4 separate regions of the Mus musculus genome follow, and regions 1, 2 and 4 are each linked to region 3. The links are chromatin contacts, called in public Hi-C, Micro-C and promoter capture Hi-C maps. All regions are on one chromosome and are shown on one strand. Each heading gives the region's core, a stretch centred on a gene start, on an enhancer-like site or on the middle of the called end of the contact. The rest is flanking DNA. Distances are from core to core; before and after follow the strand shown. Region 1 overlaps St8sia4 (ST8 alpha-N-acetyl-neuraminide alpha-2,8-sialyltransferase 4). Region 2 overlaps St8sia4 (ST8 alpha-N-acetyl-neuraminide alpha-2,8-sialyltransferase 4). Region 3 holds the start of Fam174a (family with sequence similarity 174, member A). Region 4 has its middle 28 kb from the start of 4930598F16Rik.

What was found. Promoter capture Hi-C pulls out the DNA fragments that hold promoters and counts their contacts. A called contact is a pair of places that touch in the nucleus more often than the background predicts.
Region 1: a Hi-C map of B cells shows a contact between it and region 3, with 19 read pairs. The contact joins the enhancer-like site here to the promoter of Fam174a in region 3. A contact is called at or near these places in 7 of 39 promoter capture datasets (the C10 cell line, the HPC-7 cell line, hippocampal neurons and 3 more), 1 of 15 datasets of contacts at CTCF or cohesin (pro-B cells), 10 of 484 Hi-C or Micro-C datasets (B cells, the HPC-7 cell line, LSK cells and 5 more), 3 of 115 datasets of contacts at active chromatin or transcription factors (the HPC-7 cell line, bone marrow-derived macrophages and cardiomyocytes) and 3 of 9 other capture datasets (adipose tissue, liver and macrophages).
Region 2: a promoter capture Hi-C map of macrophages shows a contact between it and region 3, with 6 read pairs. The contact joins the enhancer-like site here to the promoter of Fam174a in region 3. A contact is called at or near these places in 5 of 39 promoter capture datasets (the C10 cell line, the HPC-7 cell line, macrophages and 2 more), 17 of 484 Hi-C or Micro-C datasets (B cells, the C10 cell line, CD4 T cells and 10 more), 3 of 115 datasets of contacts at active chromatin or transcription factors (the HPC-7 cell line, the SCID.adh cell line and microglia) and 4 of 9 other capture datasets (adipose tissue, bone marrow-derived macrophages, liver and 1 more).
Region 4: a contact with region 3 is called in a Micro-C map of the G1E-ER4 cell line. The contact joins the enhancer-like site here to the promoter of Fam174a in region 3. A contact is called at or near these places in 5 of 39 promoter capture datasets (HPC-7-derived erythroid cells, hematopoietic stem and progenitor cells, hippocampal neurons and 2 more), 7 of 484 Hi-C or Micro-C datasets (the G1E-ER4 cell line, the HPC-7 cell line, bone marrow-derived macrophages and 1 more), 4 of 115 datasets of contacts at active chromatin or transcription factors (astrocytes, bone marrow-derived dendritic cells and bone marrow-derived macrophages) and 4 of 9 other capture datasets (adipose tissue, embryonic stem cells, liver and 1 more).

What each region holds. Positions count from the first base shown.
Region 1 is chr1:95,604,179-95,607,054 of GRCm38.p6, reverse strand. All of the region lies in intron 4 of St8sia4 (ST8 alpha-N-acetyl-neuraminide alpha-2,8-sialyltransferase 4), which reads left to right. Among named protein-coding and RNA genes, the nearest start is that of St8sia4, 62 kb to the left of the region's middle. Within about 2 kb of position 1,389, at least 52 of the 459 cell types and tissues checked have an H3K27ac peak or open chromatin away from gene starts, as enhancers often do. A contact at or near this core is called in B cells, the HPC-7 cell line, pre-B cells and 2 more, where this site is marked.
Region 2 is chr1:95,642,603-95,645,772 of GRCm38.p6, reverse strand. The region is part of intron 3 of St8sia4 (ST8 alpha-N-acetyl-neuraminide alpha-2,8-sialyltransferase 4); the gene reads left to right. Among named protein-coding and RNA genes, the nearest start is that of St8sia4, 23 kb to the left of the region's middle. Within about 2 kb of position 1,457, at least 10 of the 459 cell types and tissues checked have an H3K27ac peak or open chromatin away from gene starts, as enhancers often do. A contact at or near this core is called in bone marrow-derived macrophages and macrophages, where this site is marked.
Region 3 is chr1:95,312,296-95,315,016 of GRCm38.p6, reverse strand. Fam174a (family with sequence similarity 174, member A) reads right to left here and starts at 1,389. Exons shown (of 3, transcript NM_026321.4): 1 at 767-1,389. The coding sequence starts at 1,200.
Region 4 is chr1:95,742,933-95,745,878 of GRCm38.p6, reverse strand. No RefSeq gene overlaps it. Among named protein-coding and RNA genes, the nearest start is that of 4930598F16Rik, 28 kb to the right of the region's middle. Within about 2 kb of position 1,283, at least 9 of the 459 cell types and tissues checked have an H3K27ac peak or open chromatin away from gene starts, as enhancers often do. A contact at or near this core is called in the G1E-ER4 cell line, where this site is marked.

The DNA of each region.
Region 1 (2,876 bases), core at 140-2,639, 290 kb before region 3:
CTATCCAGTTTTCAAAGTCTTTATTCTGTTTTGTGTCTAAATTATATCTCCATCAATATTTATATTTGTTTAGGGATCTCTGGCAGGGCTTTGCTCCTGTCCTGTTACAATTAAGCTAATCTAAAGTTTCCCCAATTTCCTGATGAGGAATTCTCACCAAGAACTCTACCTCTGCTCTGAAACTTCTACCAATAAACAGTAAATTCAGATTTCTCTAGACAGAAAACTACAGTTGTAGGCAATGAATCAGCCATGCACGTTTGCAATCTCTTGGTCTACCTGACTAATTCTGTAACCCAAGTACCTAAAATCTCAAGAAGTCAAGTTTGTATTTACCAAGTGAAATGGCCCAAGACCTCTAGAATCCTGTAAGTGATGGAATTTAGGACTTTTGATTGAGAGAATATTTTTTCAAACTTTTGCTTGGAAATCTAAAGTCAACATATTTTTATAGCTAACACTAAAATATTTGGTTTTGGTAAGAACAACTTTTAAAGAAATCCTCAAAGAAATACTGTCATTTAGGGTCTTATTAAAGGATAGTAGGGCCTTGGATCCTGCAAAAACCACACTGCCAGTGAGGAATAGCAGAGATCTTTCTTGCAGGTACTCTGAGTGAGTGGCCTAAATGCTGAATGCCTGGCACAAAGAGGAACTCTGAAGAGTGGAGAGAAATGGCCTTTGTATTAACACATAACAACTTATGATCAGTTGACCAATTATAGTTAGTAAGGTAGTTGGCTTATGTGGTCCCAGTTGGTATTATACAAGAGACAAAAGACTAAGATAGGGAATTATTTTCTACTGGTGATGGTGGGCTCATGCTTTTTAGTTGTAGCCACAGTAATCATCTAAGACTGTGTCTTAGGTTTGCTCTGTCTCTGTCTCTGTCTCTATCTCTGTCTCTGTCTGTCTCTGTCTCTCTCTCTCTCTTCCACACACACACACACACACACACACACACACACACACAGACACACACACAGGCACTCACTTTCATTACTGCATTCAGAGATTTCAATCTGAAGCTTGTACTACAAAGCAGCATTTATCCACTGTATCTGCCATGTTGGTAGTGTTAATACTATATTTGGCCCCAATCAAAGGTGATCACATAAAAAGTCAATAAATCACAGGACATGGTGGTACTGAAAGGCACTAGGTTGTTCTTGTAGAGTCGTAGAAATTTTGTCCTGAAATGTCACAGCTACTTAGAGCAGAACCAGAGTAATAAGGATATGACCTGAGCTTCTTAGAGTCATGTGTACAAGCACATTTTGTTTCTGAGGCCAAGAGAGCTGTAATAGACAGATACTTGATGCTGAGCTGACCCACTGTGAGAAAGTACTTCTGGCATCCCCCAGCTGTCATTTAGAATGTGAGATCCAGGATGTGGCGTGTCAACTCGAGCCACTTCAGCATATTGTGGCAATGCAGCTGTCACAGAGATACATATGTCTCTTGAGAAAAACACTCAAACTGTTTCAATCATGTGATGAATACAACTGCACAGAGGAAGACAATTTGACTGTGACACTTTTTTCCTATGGCATGGTGTTTATTAGACATGCAGAATAATGGAGAGCTGACCCCAGAACGTTTTCTGTTTGTTGACTGCCAAACACTTAATGGAAGCAGATTTCTTAGTCCTCATTTGAGAAGAAGAGGAAACATTTGGATGTTGTTCATATTTAAGCTATGAAGTTATAGTGTATGTTCATCAATGTAGGCAAAATAGATGGAGAATTTGTGGTGCATTTCAGTGGAAAAATTGAAAAGGAGAGGTTTTCACTCTTTGGATTTAATATTTTAAACTATTTTTTTTCCATTTTTATTAGGTATTTAGCTCATTTACATTTCCAATGCTATACCAAAAGTCCCCCATACCCACCCACCCCCACTCCCCTACCCACCCACTCCCCCTTTTTGGCCCTGGCGTTCCCCTGTACTGGGGCATATAAAGTTTGCAAGTCCAATGGGCCTCTCTTTGCAATGATGGCCGACTAGGCCATCTTTTGATACATATGCAGCTAGAGACAAGAGCTCCGGGGTACTGCTTAATTCATATTGTTCCACCTATAGGGTTGCAGTTCCCTTTAGCTCCTTGGGTGCTTTCTCTAGTTCCTCCATTGGGGGCCCTGTGGTCCATTCAATAGCTGACTGTGAGCATCCACTTCTGTGTTTGCTAGGCCCTGGCATAGTCTCACAAGAGACAGCTATATCTGGGTCCTTTCAGCAAAATCTTGCTAGTGTATGCAATGGTGTTAAACTATTTTTTAAAAACTCAATCTGGTTGCTCTCAGTTTTTCACCAAATTGCTCTACTTGACCTCAAACTAACTAGCAACTTTTCTATTTTCTGGCTCTTTCTTATTCTCTGGTTTCAACTCCTCTAATGACCTTCACTGAAGGGCATACAGTCATGACAGAGGCCAACTCCACTGCAGTGCACTCGCTGTACTGACTCACAACTGACTGTCTCTCTCCTCCTGCTGCTCTTTCTTTTATTAGATATTTTCTTCATTTACATTTCAAGTGCTATCCCAAAAGTCCCCAATATCTTCCCCCCTCCTCCCCAGCCAACCCACTCAAGCTTCCTGGCCCTGGCATTCCCCTGTACTGGGGCATATAATCTTCGCAAGACCAAGGGCCTCTCCTCCCATTGATGGCCCACTAGGCCATCCTCTGCTACATATGCAACTAGAGACACAGCTCTGGGGGGTTACTGGTTAGTACATACTATTACTCCTGTTGTTACTCCTATAGGGTTGCAGACCCCTTTAGCTTCTTGTGTACTTTCTCAAGCTCCTTCACTAGGGGCCCTGTGTTCCATTCAATAGATGACTGTGAACATCACTTCTGTATTTGCCAGAAACT
Region 2 (3,170 bases), core at 208-2,707, 330 kb before region 3:
ATAGACACTTACGTTTTACATACCACCTTTTAGAAATTGACTGAAGGTATTTCTAATAAATTAGCAGAGCACAGCATTTGACTATGATACATCACTTATAATATCTTGAAGATATCAAATGGCTTTCAGGGTTTAGAGCATTTAGGCTTTTTATGTCAAGGTTGTTCAAAAGGTGATGCTGAAAACAATGGGTACCAAGATGAGATAAGAAAAGAGGCTACAGATGTGAGGAGGAGACAATAAGAAAAATATAATCAGCAAGATAAGTATGAAACTCTAAGGAAAGATTAGACATTTTATGACATCTATTAAATATAAGGTTGATCATGGAGAATTTGAATTTGTACTATCTGAGTCTAAAGGTGCTTCACACACAGGTCAACCTTGTATACTTCTTCATAGACCCATATGTGTAGGGCTTCTTTGGAGGTAGTCAGTATGTGGAACAAAAAACAACACAGCCTTCTTTCTAGTCAAATCCCACCAGTATTTTCTACACAGACTAAAAACATTTAAAACAGCAGCAACAACAACAACAACAGCAACAACAAAACCCATTTAGAACTTTAAATGGTAAAGATGAGTCAGGAATCTTCTACATTGAGAAACATTAATTGTGTGTCTACTGTGAAACTAAGGACATCTCTAAATTATGTCCTAACTTTTGTTGACACCATGGTGGACAGAAGGAAGAATGCCACTTTAAATCTGATACTTTCAAAGGGCAGCAATAATTACTCAAAGTGTGGACTAGGACTATAAAACTTTATTTTTAATAAATGAAACCCAAAGTTAAAACCATCAAGTTGAAATGTATATGGTTGAATAGGTTGTAGTATATGGTCTAACCATGAGACTGTCTTTCTGTTAAGATCTTTCTATGAACAAAAAATACATTTAAATATCTTGAAGAAGAGTAACCAGGACACACTCACGAGCTTTACGTTAAAGCCTAAATGTCTTAATCAAAATTATACAACAATTTAAATCATGTATTTATGTATTACCTCTCTGATTTAATGTGAATTCAAACAAAAACAGATAGTATAAAGAAAATAATTTATATTTAATAATTCAGTCTGCATTTAGGAGTATAATGAAGGTTTCTAGGACAAACATAGCATAAAGTGCTCAGCATAGTTATTCAATAAATAGATCGTATCCTTTAGATTACTTCTGACTAATACACAGTACATTTATATTGTGATCATCCTAAATATAACTCATACACACAGAAGATGCCAATATTTATAGTTAACTGTCCCATTGTGCTATACAGGATAACCACTAACAGGAAATAACAGTTTAAAGGATCATCATTTGAGAACAAAGAACTCTGGATTCTACTGCTGGCACAGCAGTTAAATGTAGTGTAACTCTTAACAAAGGAGACAATGAACATTGGGATTCATTTTCTCGACTCACCTAATGAGGAAGTTGAACTCAATGGTCTCCTGAACTCATTTCTGACTCTCAAACCCTGTGATTTCCTATGATTCATGGATGTCTTTGCAACAAGGCCCGTGGGCTTACATTGTTTAGAAATTTTTCCTTCTTGTTACCACAGTTTATAGCCAAAAATTTTTCCCCATCAGCAAAGTTGTGGAAATAACACATATTGTTATGGTCCCTAATATGGTTCTTGTTTCTGTTGGTTCAGAAATGTTGCCTTCCTTCTGATGATCGCCTGACAGCTGCCTAAGATGTAAAATCAGGATTTGATCACATCTGTTTAGATGAAGAAAAACAATCCCAGCATTCAATGATTCATGGAGGTGTGATGTAAATGAGATGTGATCAAGTTCTAGGGAGTTCATAGATTATATGAAAAGTGTAAAGAAAAACCAGTAACTACAAGAATTACACGAAGGAAGAGAAGTAGTTGTACAAAATCATCACTCAGGGTGGCTTTAGGGAAAAGACCTTGGCACTTTTCTTGGGGGTATAACCTAGTTACTGTATCTGCTACTTTACTGGCAAGAATTAAAATTCCTGGAATTATAAAATGCAGTTGTGAAATACCAATTGACTCATCTATTACTAGAAACGTAAAAATATGAATTAATAGCCAGTATGGTGTCAAATAATTACTGTTAAGTAATTATTTGGAAAGGACTTGCAAGGATCATATTTTTGAAACAATTCCTTATTATTAGTTAGAATGTTTTCAGTTTTTATGATCTCATGTCTCTGTGTGTGTGCATGTAAAGTAAATAGATTTCCTCTGTGCAGTGAATATGAATCCAAATTTTTAAAAATGTAAAAATACTAGCTTTAATTGAAAAAGTTCATTTAAAATTATAAACATTGTACATAGGAACATTGCACCTAATAAAGAGTAAGAAGGACTGGATTTTGAGTTTCTACAAAAAGAGACTTAGCACTGTTTTTCTGCTAAGACTTATTTTCAATTTAAATATGTCTTATGTGAGAGTGGGGGAGGTGTACACATGAGTGAGGGGTGCCCACAGACATCAGAGGCATTGGGTCCTCCTGAGATTGGAATTACAAGTGCTTGTGAGCCATTTAGCATTGATGCTGGGAACTGATTTTGGGCATCTGCCAAGAGTAGCAAAGTTCTTAACTGCTGAGCCATCTATCCAGCCCAAAGAACTGCTTTTTAATTAAGTATTGAATTTTTGAGATTTCATGAACTATAGTTTTATGTATTAATGCTTGGATTATAGCTCTGTTGTAGATACTGTATTGATTGTTTTTATTTGTTTTTGTAAGGTAGAATATATTATTTAAGTACAGAAAACCATTTCCAATTGTAAGTTTGGAGATAAGTTTGGAGTTCAATGTTTTTGATTCAGTGCATAGTTTAAACCCTAGTCTTCAAGATTTGCAAATCAATGGGGCATGTTTTTGCATTAATAAAACATGATTACTAATTCTTCATCAAATATGTGGTTTTAAGATCTCATTAACTCACACATGTACCATCTGGTACAAGGTCAAAACTGATTCCTTTATGTTTAGTGACTAACACAAATGATCAGACAAACAATAAAGTCAGGAGTCAAAAACATAAAATCTCATAAAAGATAGAAGTTAAATTTTGTACAAAGATTCACAAATGCAATCATATTATGATAGTGATTCAGGTTTAAAATATAAGCAATTATTCCATTAATTTGTTCCATTTATGATGCTAGTGTTTTATTCAC
Region 3 (2,721 bases), core at 140-2,639:
TTTTTTAAAAATCCACATTTCGTTTTGAGGATTTAAGGACATTAAGTAACGGTAGTGTGTAGTTATGGGAAAGTGTGAAGTAATTTGGAAAACAGGAAATAAACAAACCAGTACAGATCTCACAAAATACCATCTGCTCTCATTTTAGGGAAAGGGAAACCACAGTTGTTCTCTTGGCTAGCTAGCCCCTTCTGCTTGGGGGTCTTCCTCTATGTGACACCTCTCCAGAGATGTGGCGCCCAATTAATTGAGGACAATTTAACTTTGGGATAGATTAAGGGCACCATCTAAGAAACATAATTGGCAAGTTTTGCAAAAGTGAAACATCCAATCAGGACTTTGTGCGCTACTTTTATGGTACCCTGCCTCAGAAATAGGAGTGCATTCTAACAGGCAAAACGTGTTAGTTACACCAACTGCAGAGTAGTGAGAGAAGTATTTCACCGCACTGTAATCAAAATTCCTGGGGATGGAAGAGCACTTCTACTTCAGGGTCTGTGAAGGCAGAGGCAAGCCTCAGAGAGCAAGATGCTGAGGTTAGGCTACTGATTTCTAAAGGAAAGGCAACAGCTTGTGTCACCAGCTAAGGCAGCACAGGCCATTAAGACAGCCAACCAGATGGTCTTAGATTCCAGTTCCTGACGCTGGGGCGGGGGCAGGGGTTAAGTCAAGCCCAGGTCACAGACATTGTCCCTGCTTCACGGAGCAGGTCACCTGTCAGCCAGGTCTAGGCTGCAAGGGGGTGCCCATCGAGGCTGTGCCTCACCTGACGGTCCTGACCACGAAGTACACCAGCACCGCGGCGCTCACCACCACCAACACGGTCAGGGCCCGCTGGGTCATGGGTTTGTCGCCAGGACTGGGACTCACGGCCAGGCTGCCACCCTGGGAACCTTCTCCGGCCTTCCCTTCGAGGCCGTCCGCCTCAGACCCCGCCCCGGGGATGCTGTCATTGCGGCTCTCCGCGCCTGGCAGCCCGGCAGCATCAGACTGAGCTTGGCCCCGAGGCTGGGCCGCGGTGGGGCCCGGAGGAAGCGGCGACAGCGTGTGCGGCCCGGGCTTGGGAGACTTGGACTCCTGCACCTCCCTGACCACCATCGACGGTACCGCCCCGGACCCGCTCAGAGCGGGCAGCAACAACAACACGAAGGCCGGAGCCAGGAAGTGGCAAGGCCCGGAGCAGCCGCGCGGGGTCGGCATGGTCTCCACGCCGGCCTCTCAGCACGCCGCAGCCGCCGGGCCGGCCTCCCGGTCCGCAGCGCCGACCATGGGCGCGCCGGAACCGCAGAGCCGACTCTCCGGAGGAGAGCGGGTGGCTGAGACTGCGCCGGGTGGCTTCGGCGGCGGCGGCGGCAGCAGCCTGCCGGGACAACCGGAAGTTCGTACATCCCCGCAGCCACTGCTGCTACGGACGCCTCCGGTTGCTAATATGTAGGGGCGGGCTGCGCTCAGTGACGTCAGAGGTTCGAGCCTATTGCGCACGCGTAGCTGTGGGACGCTCTGAGAGGTCCCAACTAGGTTTTCCATGTTTCAGGAGTGTTCCTAATAGTGAAAAGGCTTGGGCCAGAGTGGGTAACCTGAACAAGATGAACAGTTATGCCTACAGTTCTTTCCAAGTGGGGAAACGGGAGCAATAGGAAACTCGATTTAATTTCCTTGATGTCAAACTTCATAACTACATCTAATCAGTAAACACTTCCTCTCAGTTCCCTCAGGAGGATCACAAACTTTAAAGAGAGCTTTTTCTAGCTGTAAGGGTATCGACTATTCTTGGAATCCCTTTCTTTGGAAAATGTAAAGTTGTTTATTCAGGTTTTCCCCCTTTAAAGTGTAAATATTTGTAAAAACCTCTCTTGTCAATTTCCAGAGACCTACAGTCATCCTTTTGAAATAAAACCAACAAGAAAATTGTGCCCCTGTTAACTAGTTTTTGCTATGGGCTGCCTCAAGCTGCAAAACTATCCCTGAACTTATGGAAGAGAGAAAGTTTGTATATTACCTTAGCAAATACCTGGGGCTGTGATCTGCCTACTCTAGTTTACTTTACAGAACTTGAACTCCAAATTTAGTTCTCTTACATTTGAATAATGTTGCCTTTATCTAAGATTTCCATCAAGTAACACTGAGAAAAACCAGACACCTGCCTGGGGCATTGGAGCATGGGTTGTGTATAAATATGATTAGTTCTTTCTTGAGCTTTCTTTCAGTCTATTATAAACAGATTTTTTAAAAGGCTTTCTCAGACATCTGTCAAGAGTCAGCTGTTTAAGGGTCTGGAACTGCAATTTAGTCCATGTCCTGGAAACTATTAGGATTACCCTGAAGACACTGCAGTAGCTATAGAGGACCTCTAAAATCACAGCTGAAGACATGTTCTAGACAGCCTGTTCCAATCTTAAAATGCAGAACGTCACAAGACAGGTATCTGTGAATTCTACTTAATTTTGCAGGCATTTTCAAACAAGAGCTGAAGTATTTCCCTTGTGAGGGTTAACAAAACTTCATTTTATGCTAAGCATCCAACTTGGTACCCATTAGCCATTTGTCTCTGACTCCAGTCCCTTGAAGATAAGCTCCCAGTAACCTGGACTCAGTGACCACATACAGAAATGCACAGCCATGGCATTATGATATGACTAGCTGCTTTTTTAATTGTGTAATTTACTTATGCAGATACCCAAAGATTGTTTGGCCTTGCCCACGTAAGCTTGGCAGAAAAGA
Region 4 (2,946 bases), core at 34-2,533, 430 kb before region 3:
TTCTGCAATACATATTTATGGATATAAAGATGTGTGTGTGTTTTGTTATGTGTATTTGCTTTTCCCAGCATTCATATGAAGATAGATAATGACTCCACAGAGAAAAAAAATCACCAGCTCTTAGCTCAAATTAACATTAATTTTTGTTCAATGGTGTTTAATATATATTATATAATGTGCTTTCACTGACTAGTAGAAGTAAGCACATGATGAGAGAACCGAATACTTTCAAGTCTTTCACAACATTAATGTAACATTTTAATAAAAAGAAATGATATTTCCTGTAAAATAATAAAAGAAAATAATATTAGTACAAAGTTTAACCAAAGATCTACACGTTTTGAAATTTGTTTTTCTTTTTATTTTAATATGTGCTATCTCTTTAAGGAGAATATAATCTAATACAGAGATCTTTTTGAGACCCAAAATTATTTTTCTTGTATCTATTTATGAATACATACTCAGATCCGCTGTAAATGTTACTTTTATTTCCTCAGATGAAGTGATAAGATGAGACCTGTACCCAAGCTGTACTAATACATGGCTTGAGATGAGCCCAGAACATTTCTTTCTGTTTTCTATCTGTCCCTCAGCCTAGGCCTGGAAGCTTCTACCCTCCATACAATCTAATCTTTGAAGATGACTGATTCAATCTGGCTTCTCTTGGCTTCACACTGACTTACTATGCTTGACCTCATACCAATGTTGGCAATGCATTCTAATCTTCTGGTTCCTTCTCTCTCTCTGGTTTGTTCTGTCTTCACCTGTGTCTAGCTTGCTCTCTCTGCCACCTGTCTTTATAAAATGGTCCTACTAAAACTGCCACACACATCTTTTTCTCTCCACTTCTCTTCCCTGTGCTGTTGTTGAGTAAGTTGGGCATATCCTATCTCTGACTCATTGTGTCGAATCTTTTTGATTCATCACTTTGTCTGCCCCTGAATTAGATCAATTAGATGTCCATTTCAAACATGGCTGCTTTCTTCTACAAATTATCTTTGCCTTCATTGTTAAGGATTAAAGGTGTGTACTACTGGTGTGTCTGTATTCCAGCCAGATCATACTGTAATCCAAGGTGTGTGTGCATTCTGGCCAGATCATATCTTTGGATTTGATCCCTTGCCAGCTAAGTCACGTTGCTGGATTTAAATTCCTCTACAATTCACACAATTTATTACTCTTTTCTATGTTTCTTTACTTTTTTATATTCACACACACAGGAAACCTTATCATTTCCTCCCTAACTCTGTGGCTTTCTTGATAAAAGTTAATCAGATTAAAGCAATGTATGCAAGATACATTTCTCTTAGCCCAGAATAAAACAAAACACAGACAATAACAAATATATACTGTTGAGGGGGTGTATTAAAACACATGGTAAGCCTCATAATTTTTTATGTTTCATGTTATTTATAAACGTTTTTTAATTCAGAGGTTATTACTCTTTATCCTTACTTCTGCATATGAGCCTGTAATCTTCCAAACTAAAGCCTGTCTTCTGAGAGTTATGTGGGACACCTTATTAATTTGTTTGATTCACATTGTTCTGGGGCCATTTGGAATAGTTAACTTCATTACTTCAGAAAGTAAGTTTTCAGAGACCTTTGTTCATATTCTAAAACATTCTGCTTACTTAGACAGGGAAGTCTTCTTGTACAAGCATTGCGTTTTATTACCTCTCTGACAGAAAAATAAGACAGAATTGAGAAAAAAAAAACACAAAAAATAATCGATAAATTATCATCATTTAGGACACTAGAGTATGATAAAATAGATAAGTGATCCCTAATTCCTTCTTCACTTGGGTTATTTCCAACATATAAATAGATGCATACATAAATATATACATACTTATACATATGCATAAGTGTATATATGCACAGGAACACACACACAAACACACACACTTATCTTTTTGCTGGACCAGAGTGATGCCTCATTGGTCTGGAGTACTTGTTCCTCTTCCAAACCAAGGTTTGATTCTCAACACTGACCTGCTAGCTCACAACCATCTGTAACACCAGTTTCAGTGGGTTCAGACTTCACTTTTGATCTCTATAGACACTGAACAAATGGGATGCATATACGTACAATTTGGCAAAATATCTGAACACATAAAGCAAAGTTTAAAAAACATATTTTTTATATTATTCCACCACAAATAACGATCAACATTTGTCTTAGGGTTTCCATTGTTGTGAAGAGATATCAAGACCAAGACAAAACTTATAAATGACAACATTTAATTGAAGCTAATTTGCAGGTTCAGAGAAATTCAGTCAATTATCATCAAGTGTAGAAACATGGCAGCCACCAAGCACGAATGGTGCTGGAGAAGGAACTGAGAGTTCTACATGGTTTTTTTTTTTTTGGAAGGGAACCAAGAAAAGATTGTCTTTAAGCAGCAAGGAGAGCCTACCCCTACAATGAAAGACTTCCTCCAATAATGCAACATCATCTACAACAAGGACAAACCTACACCAACAACCCACCTCCTAATAGTGCTACTCCCTGGGCCAAACATATTTAAATCACTAAAGCATTAAATTGCAAATATGTTTGAAATGTAAGAAGGTGCAGAGATATTACACCATTGTTACAGATTCCTCAAAGTGAGCTTAGTAAACACTGCTTAGGAAAGGGCTCCCAAATATCACTAGGAGACACAGCTCCTGGAAGTTCACTAAATAGTTTCTTCAAAGTAAAAACATGCCGGTCAGTGGCTGTGTATGCCTTTAATCCCACACTTGGGAGGCAGAGGCAGGCCAGCCTGTTCTACAGAGGTTCCAGGACAGCTAGGGCTATACAGAGAAACCTTGTCTAGAGAAAAACAAAAAAACAAAAAACAACAAACGAAAGTGAAAACATTTTACAAAATTAATGGAGAATACCTATTTTTAACTTAATCTACAAAATGTAAACACACAAATACATAGCATAGATGTA